Linked DNA regions of Mus musculus: regions 1 and 3 are each linked to region 2. A link is a contact called in public ChIA-PET and promoter capture Hi-C data. All regions are on one chromosome and are shown on one strand. The core of a region is the stretch at or near the end of the contact, and the rest is flanking DNA. Distances in the headings are between cores, read along the strand shown. Region 1 holds the start of Lonrf3 (LON peptidase N-terminal domain and ring finger 3). Region 2 holds the start of Pgrmc1 (progesterone receptor membrane component 1). Region 3 holds the start of Septin6 (septin 6).

Region 1 (4,619 bases), core at 1,444-3,943, 270 kb before region 2:
ATATATGAAACTAGTGTTTGTTTAACTTACATAAAGAAGAAAAGAAAAACACCGTGGTAGTTTCCCCAGCATTCTGTAGAATGCTCGTTGGATGTAGTCTACTACATTGGTTCACAATGTAAAGTTCTTCTATAGAATCTGGTCTGGTCAGCAGCCAGCTAGTTGCAACTGCCTTTTGCACCAGAGGCCCCTCTATTACCCTAATAATCAGAACCATTCCTAACCAAATTCATGGTCAGCACCCTGTAAATGCAGGTGTCCAGAAGAGGCCTTGAAAGCACATCCTTCCTCATGCAGGCAGGACTGTGACCATCTGCCCAGCCTGACATTCTTGTTTCCCCATGACCTGTAGGTTACAGAGGGATAAATTTAAGGAGTGTATTAAACAGAGTGGTTTAAGAAGCAAGGCACATCCTCACCACTGCATTTGGAAGACAATTTGGGATAATGTTTTGGAGATGTCAAAGGGATGATGCTTTTAAATTAAGAGGTTTCTTGTTACCGGTGTCATGGTCCTTTCAAATGAATCTCTTCATGCCCTGCAGATTGTCCTTCTTTATAGGTATCAGAAGTGGTAGACATATAACTAGTTCTGGGAATTCCATTTGATAGCAGAGTAAACTAAGGAGTGAAATGATTGTCCCAGCTCCAGATAGCAAGCCACCAGAAACTGCAGCTTCTTCTCTACTGACTTTTCTCCACCTCCTCCATCTCCTGGTCAGTCTCCTGATGGGCTCCCTAGCTTCAGAATCATGATAGAGGATAGCCTTTGGAGCCCCGTGCTCCTCTGTAGCTGCTGCTGAATTCAGTCTTTAGCCCCAAGCATGCCCCACCTCCCCAAACCTGCCATGGAATATGGAATAGTTATTTGAGATTCAGTAGTTAACGCCTGAAATCTGGTTTTAGGATCAAGAATACTCAAGGTTAGGGCTGGAGGAAACTTTAGGACCCCAAGGATTTGTTCAGCAAAGCCAAAGCTAGACCAAGTTTTCCTGTGTTGTTTTCCTGCCTTCCTGATTGAATCCTGAGCCTTTCTTTTCTTGCTCTCTTTCTAGTCTATGAACTGCCTCCCTTCTCTACTCTGTCCCTCCGTGTCCTGTCTGACCGGGGGGGGGGGGGGCTGCCCTGAAGTGTGCTGCACATTGTCTATACTTATTCTCCAGGATCTTGGTGTTTGTTGGCTTAAGGCTGGATTAAGGACCTCAATGCTGGCAAAGAGTCTATCATTCCAGCTCTGAAACAAGACTTAATCCCAGCTAAAACCATCCCAGACATTTGTTTAGAAGTGAAAATAATAGGTTTAGATGATATTGCCCAAGACCCCCCAGCTAAATGACCACAGCAGGAGGCAACTTGGAGACACTCAGCTTGGAATCTTAATTTGAGCACTCTCCAGGACCTGTAGGCGCGGGAGGGAGGAGGAAGACAATTGAGAGCAAGCCTGACTGAACTCAGCCTTCCTTCTTGAAGCAGTCTATCCTGAAGTGGGGTACTCCAGAACCCTGCCGGTTCATTTTGTTCATGGCTCTTGTCTGAAATGCAAAGGCCAGCAGTAAACAAATCCTTGTGTAGTTTGTGAGCAGTCTGGCATTTTTTTAAGGGGTGCCTGGTTGGGAATTTCCCGCCCCACTCCTCAGCCCAAGCCAGGCACTACAACTTGTGTTCAACCTAGCGCAAGGGCACAAACCCTAAGGTTAGGCACGGCCTGCCAGAAGTCAGCTTCTGTGAACCTGGAGGCTGTTTAGCAGCTGGGCTGTGACTGAATTCTCTGATTTTTTTTTCTGGATTTGCTGTCTTGGGCTTGTATCTTCCCTCTGCTTCCCTCACGCTCCCCCCCCGCCCCCCCCCCCGAGTTTACAGCGAACTCAGCAAACTCAGCTCTCAAGGTGGTGCCCATCTGGTCTCTGGGTCCTGGAGCCAGTGAATCTCCAGGGGGGTGCCCGCTCCAGCACTGGTCCCTGAGTTGGGGGTGGGAGGGAAGAGGAGGAGAACCGGAGGGCGCCTCCCTGGGGTCCCAATGAGCAATCTAATATAGGATTATAAGATGTGCGTTCTTCCCTTGCTGCCCAGCACGGACTGCCTAACTTGTTTTATCCGCTGGACCATTTGCTCATGATTCGCTGTCTTGGTAAGAAACAAAGAACTCTCCTAAAACTGCACTAAGTCTCTTTTGGGGGAATCCCTCAGGAAACCCAGGAGCTTCAGCAGGGGCACTTAACGCTCTTCTAGGGAACAAATGAGGACTTCTTGGGTGTCCCTAGGTGCCTTTGCAGACATCAGCCATCGCCCCCTGGAGGGGAGCCTGGCATTCCAGCAACTTCTGTGACTGGAGCCGATAGGGACCGGCCTCTCTCGGGCGGGGGGACTCCAACAAGCGGCTGGCAGAGCGGACCTGTTTGCAGACTACTTTTGAGGTGGGATGGCAAAGAGTTTAGAGCTGGAAAAGCGTGGAAGAAGAGGTTGTGTACCTCTCCCCAGTCCAGAAAGGACCCAAAATCACAAGTGAGAAAGAAAGAGTAAATGCAAACAACCTCAAAAAACAAGCCAAGAAAAGCCAAGCCAAAAGAAGCAAGCGCAAAGCTGTTACAAAACTGTCTGGTTTTGTAACAATTTCCCCGCTGCCGGCCAATGAGCAGCGTGGTAGGAGTCACGTGGTTGCGTTTTATATAACGCTTCGCTGAGACAAGACAGTTATTAGGCAGCGCGGGGCAGCCGGCATGGAGCTCGGGAGGCGAGGCAGACTCGCGCGCGCGGCGATCCCGCCTTCTCGCTCGCGCAGCCCGCTCCCAGCCGCCGCTCTTTCCTGCTAGTTCCCTGTTCCTAGACGCCTCTCCTCACTCCAACCTCCGCAGTTCCTTCTCTCAATGGATTCCCTTCAGACCGCACAGATGGTGAGCTTGTCCGCCGAGCTCGGCAGCAACAACTTGGAGCTGGCGGAGCCGGAGGAGCCGGGGACATCAGCGGCCGCAGGGCAGTCAGCCGCCCACCCGGAGGAGGTGACACCCGAGGGCTCCCAAGCTCTCGGGGCTCAAGAGCCCGAGCAAAGCCTGCCTCTGGCGGTCCCGACACCGCTGGAGTGCAAAGTCCTGCTCACGCAGGCGGATGCCTTGGCATCTGAGGGGCACCTTCGGGAAGCCCTCGAGGTGTACCGACAGCTCTCCGAGAGGCAGCAGCTCGTAGCGGAGCAGCTGGAGCAGCTAGTGCGCTGCTTGGCCGACAGTGTCCCGCAAGAGGAGCTGGCCTCCGACTCGAGCGGCACTTCGAGCTGCTGCGCCGCGGCGCTGAAAGAGGCAGGGGAGGCCGCGGCCGTGGCCCCCGAGGTATGGGATGGCTTTAAGTGCAAGAAGTGTCACGGGTTTCTCTCAGACCCGGTGTCCCTGTGGTGCGGCCACACCTTTTGTAAACTGTGCCTGGAGCGCGGGCGAGCCGCCGATCGGCGCTGCGCTCTGTGCGGGGTCAAGCTCTCCGCTCTGATGGCGGCCAGTGGGAGGGCACGCGGGCCGCGGCGCGCGGGGCAGCCGGCGCCCCTGCAACTGCGAGTTAACGTGGTACTCAGCGGCCTCCTGGGCAAGTTGTTCCCGGGCCCCGCGCGGGCGTCGCAACTCCGGCACGAGGGCAACCGGCTGTTCCGCGAGCACCAGGTGGAGGCAGCTCTGCTCAAGTACAACGAGGCTGTTCGTCTAGGTGAGTCCCCCCCACCCCCCATGCGCCGCCACAGGGGCCGTGCGGGCTTGCTCGCCACGCGAGGGGGGCGGGGGAGCGATCCCTGCTGGGAGGCGGGGGCGGGGGGACGGACCGGACTGATTTGGTTTCGCGCGCGCGCGCGCGCGCGCGGGCTGGGGGGTGGGGTGGCGAGGGAAGAGCCCGTGGCCCACGAGGAGGAGGGAGGGGGCATTGCAAGGAGTTTGTCTTCCCTACTTTAGCTTTTTTTTAAAAGCTGTGTCTCAGTCTTCTGATTGGTCCTATAGCTTTTTTTTTCTTTTCTCGTGCTCTTTCCCTCTCTCCTGCTTGCTTTCCTGCTCCTATACCTCCTGGTTCCAGTTTCTTAGTTTATCCCGTTCGTCTCTTTTTTGCGCATTTTTTTTCTCAGTTTTGTCGCTGTTTCGGTCTTGCTCAGTGTCACTGTCTCTAGTTCACGGTCTTTCCTGGACACTTTGGAGCTCGCTCTTACACCTGCCGGTACCTCCCCTATCAGCAGAAGAACTTGGCACTATTTTCCAAACTCCCGCGCGGTCCTCCTGGCTTTTACCAACCGGAGGTGGCTTGCGGGCGCCTGAGTCCGTGGCTCCCGCCTCTGGGAGTTGTCCCTTCCGGGGCCGAGGCTCCCTGTGGGGTGGGTCCCGCCTGGAATTAGGTCAGGAGAGCACTGGTTGCATAAGGCCCTCGAGCCAGCCCGGGCCGGCGGCCCCTCCCCCGCGCGGGCGGGCGGGCAGGCAAGCGGGCGGGCGGGCGGGCGGGGATTGTGTAACGCTGAGGTAACTGAAGTGGGCCACGCTCGCCTCAGAAACCATCCCGCGAGCGTGTGCGGGGGGCGGAGGGGGGGGGGGCTCGCTCCCCGCTGCCCTGTGACTCATTGTCACCGTTTCCTATCACACGATTCCTTGGCTGAAATAGATGCA
Region 2 (4,219 bases), core at 532-3,031:
ATTTCCTCAGCCTCTTAACGATCTTCCTATCAGTTAACATGAACACTGAAAGATAGATTCTTTTTTTTTTTTTTTTTTTTTAAATATTTATTTATTTATTATATGTAAGTACACTGTAGCTGTCTTCAGACACACCAGAAGAGGGCATCAGATTTCATTACAGATGGTTATGAGCCACCATGTGGTTGCTGGGATTTGAACTCATGACCTTTGGAAGAGCAGTCGGCACTCTTAACCGCTGAGCCATCTCACCAGCCCCCTTTTTTTTTTTTTTTTTTTGGCCATATTAGTTTCAAATGAAAACATTTTTCACAAGTTTGTTATTTTTTAAGAAATATCTTTGCTGCTCACAGTACTCTGTGAAAGGGATAACTGGATTCTAACCGGAGCTGAGTGCTCTCAGTTTGAGCTTGTTTCATGATGATTAAGTTGAAGAGTTTTGACAAAAGATCTGGAGGGGCCGGTTTAGCTAATCCTAAATTTAGCTCTGGGGGAAAAAATGTGTGGGCTGGATATAAAGAGTGTTTGACTCATTACACTTTAAGAAGATGGGGGGGGGCAGGGATTACAGCAGTGTTTGCCAAAAGTTTTCAGAATTTAGCCAATTCTCTGCACAAATCTCTTGCATGTAAGTGGTGTACAAACAGGATTGTATGGAAAAGTCGTGCCCTGCTCTGCAGATGTGTGCATGGCTTGGTTTTAATTATTCTCCTTTTTCTTATGTTACCGTTTCCCAATTACAATTTAAGGGGGGGGGCAGCCAGATTAGGTCTCTGAAAAATAGGCACAATCCTTGTTCCATAGAGGCCTGCTCCCGTGCAGCCTGTTTGCACACCAGAAGCCTGGGAATCTAAAAAGATAAAATCTAGGATCCTTCCAAACTCCAGCGTTTATCAGGGGCTGTGCTCAGGGTTACAGTGACTGCCAAGGGTAGTTTCCACAGACTTCAAATAGAAGAATGCTGTCAAGCAACGGAACTTTGAACATTATTCTGGTATTTCTATAGAAAAAAAAGGCTCAACAACAGAATGTCAGTTGTTGATTACTGGTGCCTTGTGACTAAGCATAATTGATGATTTCAAAAAGAAAAAAAAAAACTTTAAGAACAAACGCAAAATCTGGCGATCTGAGCTCCAGATTTTATAGAATTGACAGGCCTGTTACCTGACTGGCTGTCCTTTGGGTGTTAGTCCCACAGCTTTTGGGCAAGAATTGGAGGCGAACCATCCCAAAATGGATGTTCGAATAGTCTAGGACTGTAAGGTGAAAAGGAGTTGAAGGCATGATATTAGAGTATCCCAAAACAGCTACCTGGCTCTAAGGGTATGGCCCAGGGGAGAGAGTATAAGGGGCTTTAAAATAGAAGCGAAGCAAGAGAAATGCGACCTCATTTTAACTGACGTCATTTGCCGCGAGGAGCGGGCCCTAAAGTCAAGGCTTCCCCACAGGGTCAGCGGGAAGCTACCCACTGTACCCAAGAGACTGAGCTGTGTGTCTGCGAGCTGCACTATGATCTGAGGGTGCCCGGAAACCGGGGCAGAGGCCCAGCAGGTAGAACAGAGAGGTGGGCTGGGCTCGGTGGCCCTGGTTGACGGAGCGGTTGAGGGAGAAAGACCAAGACCCCCGAGGCTACATAGGGGGCCCGAAGCAGAGGCCGAACCAGGCCCAGCTTGCCCGAGCCAGCCCGAGCAGGGCGGGGCGCTTAGGTGGCCGCGAAGGGCGGGGGCTTATAGGCTCCGCCCCCGGAGCCCCGCCCCTCCCGAGCTTTTCTTCCTCTGTCAAAGAACGCTGCGCGCCACTGTTCGCTGGGAGGGCGGAGGAAGCGGACTGTTCCGGAGCTCTGCCTAGCCGGGCCCAACCTTTGCTCCAGAGATCATGGCTGCCGAGGATGTGGTGGCGACTGGCGCCGACCCGAGCGAGCTAGAGGGCGGCGGGCTGCTGCACGAGATTTTCACGTCTCCTCTCAACCTGCTCCTCCTGGGCCTCTGCATCTTCCTGCTCTACAAGATCGTTCGCGGGGACCAGCCCGGTGCCAGTGGCGACAACGACGACGACGAACCACCCCCGCTGCCCCGCCTCAAGCGGCGCGACTTCACCCCTGCCGAGCTGAGGCGTTTCGATGGCGTCCAGGACCCGCGCATTCTCATGGCCATCAACGGCAAGGTGTTCGACGTGACCAAAGGCCGCAAGTTCTACGGGCCTGGTACGGAGGCAGGGCCAGGGGGTCGTGGAGACAAAAGAGGGGACCCTGGCGTGGAAGCGGGGCGGGAGAGAGGCCGGGGGAGGTGGGGCGCCCCCGTGGGAGGGTCGGAGGGAAGGCGGGCAGCAATGGGAGCGGGCCGGGGGCACGAGGCTCTGGGTGGGTGGGGGTGCGTACGGGGGGATGGGATGCCCGAATGAGGCTGAGCCTTGGAAACCGCGGGTGGGAGGGACAGCGAGGTCCGAAGCCCCGGGATATTAGGGAACTTTTCGAAGGTAGTGGGCTTTGGGGCGGGGGTCCTGAAAAGAGGGGGAGACTTCGGATTTGAGGGGAAAAAATGAAGGTGTCTCCAGAGAGGCCCAGACACTTGAGAAGACGTGGAGGCCGATGACGCCGGAGGAGCCATGGTGGAATGTAAGGGTGTGTAAAGAGAGAAAGTGGAGAAGGGGATTAGTGTCAGGTAAAGCAGCATTGTTCCTGGCGGAGAATGTGTGTGTGTGTGTGTGTGTGTGTGTGTGTGTGTGTACACTGTGTGCATGCGCAGTGAATGTGTGTTTGGTGTACACCGTTTGTCTGGGGGGTGGCGCTTGGAATGTGACATGTGTTAGGTATGTCTTTGGTATGTGTATGTGCGTGCAGAGTGGGGTGGACTCAGGCTGGATGATGAATAAGCGACCAAGCTTGGTTGGATGCATTAAGAGCAGTGTGTGGTGGACTATGGTAACATGGTGAGATGGTCAGAAACACCATATTTAGTGTATGATAGAGTGGGGAGACTGGGAGGTGGAAAAAATAAAATGAAATGAAACGGGGGTGGGAGGGAGGAGTGGAAGGGTCCTGAGAAACAATAGGGTAAGGCTGTGAAGCCCGATGGGTGGGGGGATTTCAGGAAAAGCCAACCAAGGGGAAAACAAGAGATGGACAACTCCCCAGAAATGAGGCTTTTCCAAACTGGATTGCCTATCACAATCACCTGATGCTTATGAAAAATACAGATTCTTGGCCTGACCATCCATAGCCACACTTAGATCTCTGGGGCAGGGGAGAGGGCTAAAAAGATCTACATTTTACTCCTCTGCTGTAGGGAAATGGGGAATCAGCCAGATTTAGAAAGCCCTGCTTTCTAGAACATTTAGAGAGGAAGAAGAGGCTTTAGCTCTCCCAATATGGATTCCTCTAAGCACCAGGAACTCGGGGCTGGGGGGTGGGTATGTTCACATGCTCATTGGTCTGAGAGGGAAGACTAGCCAGCACTAATCCAAACCAGACATACCCACTCTGTTACGTCTCAGAGTCCAGCCAATCAAAAGCACATGTGCCAAAGGCTTTTTAGTGAACTCTCACTCTTCCTTTCTGCTTTCAGACATTTTAGAAAATTACGTTCTGTAGGCATGTGACTGCAAAATAATAGGAAAACTACATATTGTTTGTCACTGTAGTCACACATTATCCATAAACAATGGTGTAATTACCCATAATTATTAAGCTAAACCATAAGGTAATCAACACAAATGCACGAGGCCTCGTCATCTGGTTGTATTTGCAAAGTCATCACATGGGGATCCTCCGTGCTTTCAGAGAGCACAGCTGGAGTCAAGCTGTCTCCATTCTAACCAGGTAGGTTACAGTTTGCAGAGTCATCCTGCCGGATATCGATGTGTGTACTGGAACAGCTACAACTAGGAGTCAACCTGCACTCTACATTCTAGCCTCGCTGTTGTCCCTGACCAGCTGTGTGATCTGGTGCAACGCCCTATGGTCTCAAGGCCTTAGTTTTCCCTCTGGGAACATAAAAAGACAAGCACGCCCCCAGTGTGAGGAGGCCAAGGAACACTGATAGTATCATAGTGGAAATATTTTCTGTTACAGAGTACTCTTAGAAGTGAAGCCATTTGAGTGTCTAGTACTCTGTACAGCACAGTCGTAGATGCTAGCGAGTAGCAGTGAGTGAAAAACACAAAGCTCTGCTCACCAAGCATCTAGTTAATATGCTTTGTAGTGAACAAAATATACTCTCCA
Region 3 (4,551 bases), core at 1,421-3,920, 390 kb after region 2:
ACCCTCCAGGGAATCCGTGAAGACGCTGAAACACACATACCAAGACAGTCTCTCACCATGCCTCAGAATTTACTAAGAAGAACTTCTAAATTTGCCACACATAGCCTGGCTCGCTGGTCTTCTCTTCCCAAGCCCTAGACACATGCTCCTTTGAAGAAACCAGAAGCAACGAGCCACCCAAAGACTCTTGAGTTAATTCCAGCTTCCCCTGGTGAATTACAACTTTTTGCAGACACAAAGGAAAGCAGAGAGACAAATGACACATAAATAAGAGCTTCGCTGGCTTGAGGGAGGGAAGCATGGAGAGTGACGTCAGTTTTCCCAGAGACCCACTTATCATGATAACAAAGTCTCAAATGCTCGGTCTGCTCCAGAATTTGCCATACAATTATGTTTTTCAGTTTACAATGTGGTAAGGCCAGCCAGAGCAAAGTGGAGCCACCCCAAAGCAAAATCAAGGGACACCCCCAAACCACCCCCTTGCTGCCCTCCCCATCTGCAGAACAAAGGTGATCTCTGGATTGTTGGAGTTGTGCCTAAGGTGAAGCAACCTTCTGGAATCTTCTCCCTCACCATCATCAGCCTTGCAATCCTAATCCAGGCAAGGGAGACTGGTGAGGTGAGGGCAGGTCAATGCAAATTCATTAAAGCAAGAAAAAAAATCATTATAGTGTTGTGGGTTTTTTGTTTTTGTCACTAAGGATAGAGCAAGTATAAGCCAGGAGATGGATTCATCTTCTTAAAACTATAGCATCTTTAGAATGCAGATAAGAAAGTCACCCTGGTTGTCCTCAAAACACTAGAAGCAACAAATATCACAGCATCAATCTTGAGAAATCTCTCAAATTCCATCATTGTCAAGCAGCGTCTCACAACTGCCTCTACCTTCTACACCATGGCTGCATAAGGCTGGGCTGTACACGGGGTGGATTAGGTTTCGAATAAACCACCCCGTCCTTCCAAAGCCAGACAGGAAATGGAATAAACTTCTTTATCTGTAGAGAAAATGCTATCAGATTGGAGACTCAGATTTAGACAACAAATCAATTGCAATTACACCAACTCCCCAGAGGCTGCTCCCCACCCCCTCCTTTTGCACAGGAGTCTCATTGCACAGGCTGTTCATAAATGGGAGGTTACAGGGTTATCATTTTTCATCCAGCAGTATTTGGGGTAGTGGGCTATGCCTGGCTGCCTTCTACCTCATTCTGCTTCAGCTTATTGTGCTGATGCGCTGGTGGAATTGTCACCACTTTTCATCTTTGTAAGCAAACTTCAGACCTAAAACAAACAAACATGGAACCTCGGGTTCCTGGGTATGATTTCTCTGCACATCCCAGGCTGGAAAACTTTAGTTTTTTAAGATGATTTTTTTTTTCCTCCAGAGTTGATCGCTACCGAAAGAGAGAACACTGCTTCTGCAAGTCTCACACTGTTCTCGTTGGTCTCTACAGAAAGATGTTAGCGCCACAGGTTTTAGCATATAAACCCATGTACACTGAACCCAAGACCGACGCTCAGGGAACCGTCCAGGAACGTGCCAAAATACCCAACCAGCCACCTACAGGCTGGGATAAACTGCATCCCTCCCTCCCTTCCACAGATACACAAATGGGACCCCGTGGGACACAGCACAAGTGGACACAGCATTGGAACACAGGGACACACACCGTAGAGGTGAGCACACAGAAACAGGCCAACTCATTTAGGGTCACATAACCCTGCCACGGGGAAGGCAGGAGGGCGCGCATGCACATATATGCGCACACGCTGATACCCATACAGACGCAGTCACGTATATAATGCATATGGAGAAACCCTACTCCAGCTAGTCACCTCCCCGCCCCCCTCACCACACTCTGCCTTAGGTCCCGGGCTACCCCCCAGCTCCGCGCCCCTCTATCTGAGCAAGCTGGAGTCCCAGCAGGCAGCTGTGGCAGGGGCGCTCCCAAGCTAAGAGGACAGGGGCCCCGGAGGGCTCCAGACCCATGCTGCCATTCATTCGGCAACGCCCCAGCGGCGGGGCCGCAGCTGCAGCAAGGGAGGCGGAGGCGCTCACTGCAGCTCTCTCCGGCGATGCAAGTTCAGCTGCCCGCCAGTATGCTTCTCCAACCCTCCCGCCCCCCCACCCTCCCGCCAACACAGGTCTCCAGGACATGCTGCGGGGAGAGTAGACTGAGCCGCTGACCCCAGGAGCAAAAAGTCCCGCCTTGCCTCTTTGCTCCTGGATGCTACCCCATTGCCCTCCTCGTGGTAGTGGTGGTAGTCGAGCCGCAACCAAGTCTGCTCGGCCGTCCCCAGCCCCACACCCTCAACCCCTAGCCCGGGGACTGGTATCCAAGCCCTACACTCACCACCTGGCGAGCTATATCGGCCGCTGCCATCGCTCCTTGGTCCGCCAGGGCTGCTTCGGGTGCCTCCGCAACGGGAGCTGCTGCACAGGAAACAGAAGAGCTCCTCCGACAAAGAGAAAGTGTTACACTTCGGGCGCGACCAAGTCTGGTGGAGGGAGGTGCCAGGGAGGGGCCCCCTCACCGCTGCTCCAACCCCAACCTCTCCTCTATCACCCACCCCCTCAGAGTAGGTGTGGGGAGGGGACGGATTGGCCGCGCTGCCTTCCCCTAGGGCGAGCCCAGTTCCAGTTCTCTCTGCAACCCGAGTCTCGGCCTCTGTGAAGGGGGCGGGGGCTCCCCTCGGTGACCACGTCCTCCGCCCCCCCCCCTCCCTGCCGCTACTGGGCTCCGTGGTACGTCCCGACCTCTGCTGAATTGTCACACACACACACACACACACACACACACACACACACACACACACCCTGTTTTCCTTTACATCCCTGAGCCCCCAGACCTGAGGCTGGAAGGGTGTCCTGGCTCCTCCCCCTCCTACTCTTTGCTCCTAGGCTGAGATCTGCAGTCCGCTTTCTTTTCCCAGCCCCCATAACCTCTTGTGCTCCCAACTGAGAACCCTGGGTGCCTGGGTGGGAGCATTGGTCTCTGGAGTGTCAGTGCTTTCCCGTAGTCTACCCTAACTAATCCTGTTATCTCCTTGGGTTGGGGAGGGGCGGTGGCAGGACAGGGGTTGCAGCACCTGCAGCGCCACCACATTACAGCTTAGAAATGGAGCATTAACTGGGGAGCTGCAGTGCAGCCCCACAACTGAGCTGGGACTTGTGGAGGACATCGCTCCTGTCCTGAGGTGCAGTAGGAGCCCAGCTCTCCACTACTGTACCAAATAGAAACTGACGTCACTGGTCCCACTCTGGTCCCTCCTCTCAGTATGAACAGGGCGAACAGGGATGCAGAACATCCCACCTTTTAGGTTAGAAGCCAGAAGGGAGTCTAAGAATGGGAACTGAAGGTCTCTAGCTCTGTTGAGGCAGATGCAGATACAGGAGGGGTAATCATTCTGTCCAGTTCCAATCGTTCCTCAATACTTATTCATCCCAGGACCATATGGCTGACCTGGGACAGCTCATAACATCCAAAGGCTAGAAAGATGCCTGCCTGCTCTCCTTTTCCTCCCAGACAACTGCCATTGGTGGCCCTCTTCCTGGCATGCTTCCCACCTCCCTAGCCTTGGAGTCCACCCCTCTCCTCTTCTCTCTCTCTCTGTCTTGGGATTGGCTTTTTTGTTGGCTCCGTATGATTGATGAACTTGGTGAGATATGGTTTCTCAAAGGCCCAGGAGGCCCCCACTTCAGAACGATAGGATCTTAGGTCTCTCTCCTGAGGAGGGGACAGCAGAAAACAAGAAAGAACCAGGGAGAGGGATCTCACACAAAGACCAGGCCTAGAAAGTATAGGGAGAGCAGAAGCAGGGAACCAAAGTGTCTACAATAGAACTGCCCTGGTCCTGCACTGCACCCAGCAGTGAATGCTTCTCGTGTTCTCTCGGGGACTCTTCAAGTAACCTCTACATCCTGAGCACAAGGACTCTCTGAAACGTGTCCCCAGTGCTGAAAGCAGGATCCCATTAAGTGATCCCTGTTTCATCAATGTTCTAGATACTCAAGAGAGTGGGCTAAAAGAGAAGAGCCTGGAACAGTCAGAGGCCACAGGGTGGGTGACGGTATCAAGGAAGAGAAGCAGCTGTAATTTCTGAGACCCCCAGGACCACTTGGGGGAAGGCCTAGGCCCTGGACTGATGTAGTACAAACATATAAAGCCAAGACTAAAATTGAGGAACTGCTTTAAGGTTTGGGCCTCAACCGGATGGGGGTGGGGAAGCAGAGGCGCTGGCTGCTTCCAGGCTAGGCCTCCAGTAGGTAGCCTTTGAGTCTTCCCCTGACAAAGGCTGGCACATAGTAGATGACAAAGGGCCTGGGCCGAGCTCTGTTACTGGCATGGGATTTGGTTGAAAACAGACTTAAGAGCTGCTACAAGGAGGGTTGTGCTGGATGGAGGTTGTGGGGACCCTGTGAAGAGTCATGCCTGCCTCTAGCCCCTACATACACATCCCACATAAGACATCAGAGCACTGGGGACACTTCAGCACAGATACCTTGGTGCCCTACGGAAGTAGCACACTCAGCTGCCTGTCCCTAGAGGG

Evidence for each region. Promoter capture Hi-C pulls out the DNA fragments that hold promoters and counts their contacts. ChIA-PET counts read pairs in DNA pulled down with a chosen protein or histone mark.
Region 1: a contact with region 2 is called in a promoter capture Hi-C map of second pharyngeal arch cranial neural crest. The contact joins the promoter of Lonrf3 here to the promoter of Pgrmc1 in region 2. A contact is called at or near these places in 4 of 39 promoter capture datasets (cranial neural crest, hippocampal neurons, liver and 1 more), 2 of 484 Hi-C or Micro-C datasets (embryonic stem cells and liver) and 1 of 115 datasets of contacts at active chromatin or transcription factors (pancreatic cancer cells).
Region 3: an RNA polymerase II ChIA-PET map of memory CD8 T cells shows a contact between it and region 2, with 23 read pairs. The contact joins the promoter of Septin6 here to the promoter of Pgrmc1 in region 2. A contact is called at or near these places in 6 of 39 promoter capture datasets (the 3T3-L1 cell line, the C10 cell line, hippocampal neurons and 3 more) and 2 of 115 datasets of contacts at active chromatin or transcription factors (large pre-B cells and memory CD8 T cells).

What each region holds. Positions count from the first base shown.
Region 1 is chrX:36,325,716-36,330,334 of GRCm38.p6, forward strand. Lonrf3 (LON peptidase N-terminal domain and ring finger 3) reads left to right here and starts at 2,694. Exons shown (of 11, transcript NM_028894.1): 1 at 2,694-3,684. The coding sequence starts at 2,865.
Region 2 is chrX:36,596,412-36,600,630 of GRCm38.p6, forward strand. Pgrmc1 (progesterone receptor membrane component 1) reads left to right here and starts at 1,782. Exons shown (of 3, transcript NM_016783.4): 1 at 1,782-2,203. The coding sequence starts at 1,876.
Region 3 is chrX:36,987,025-36,991,575 of GRCm38.p6, forward strand. Septin6 (septin 6) reads right to left here and starts at 2,671. Exons shown (of 10, transcript NM_019942.5): 1 at 2,355-2,671. The coding sequence starts at 2,384.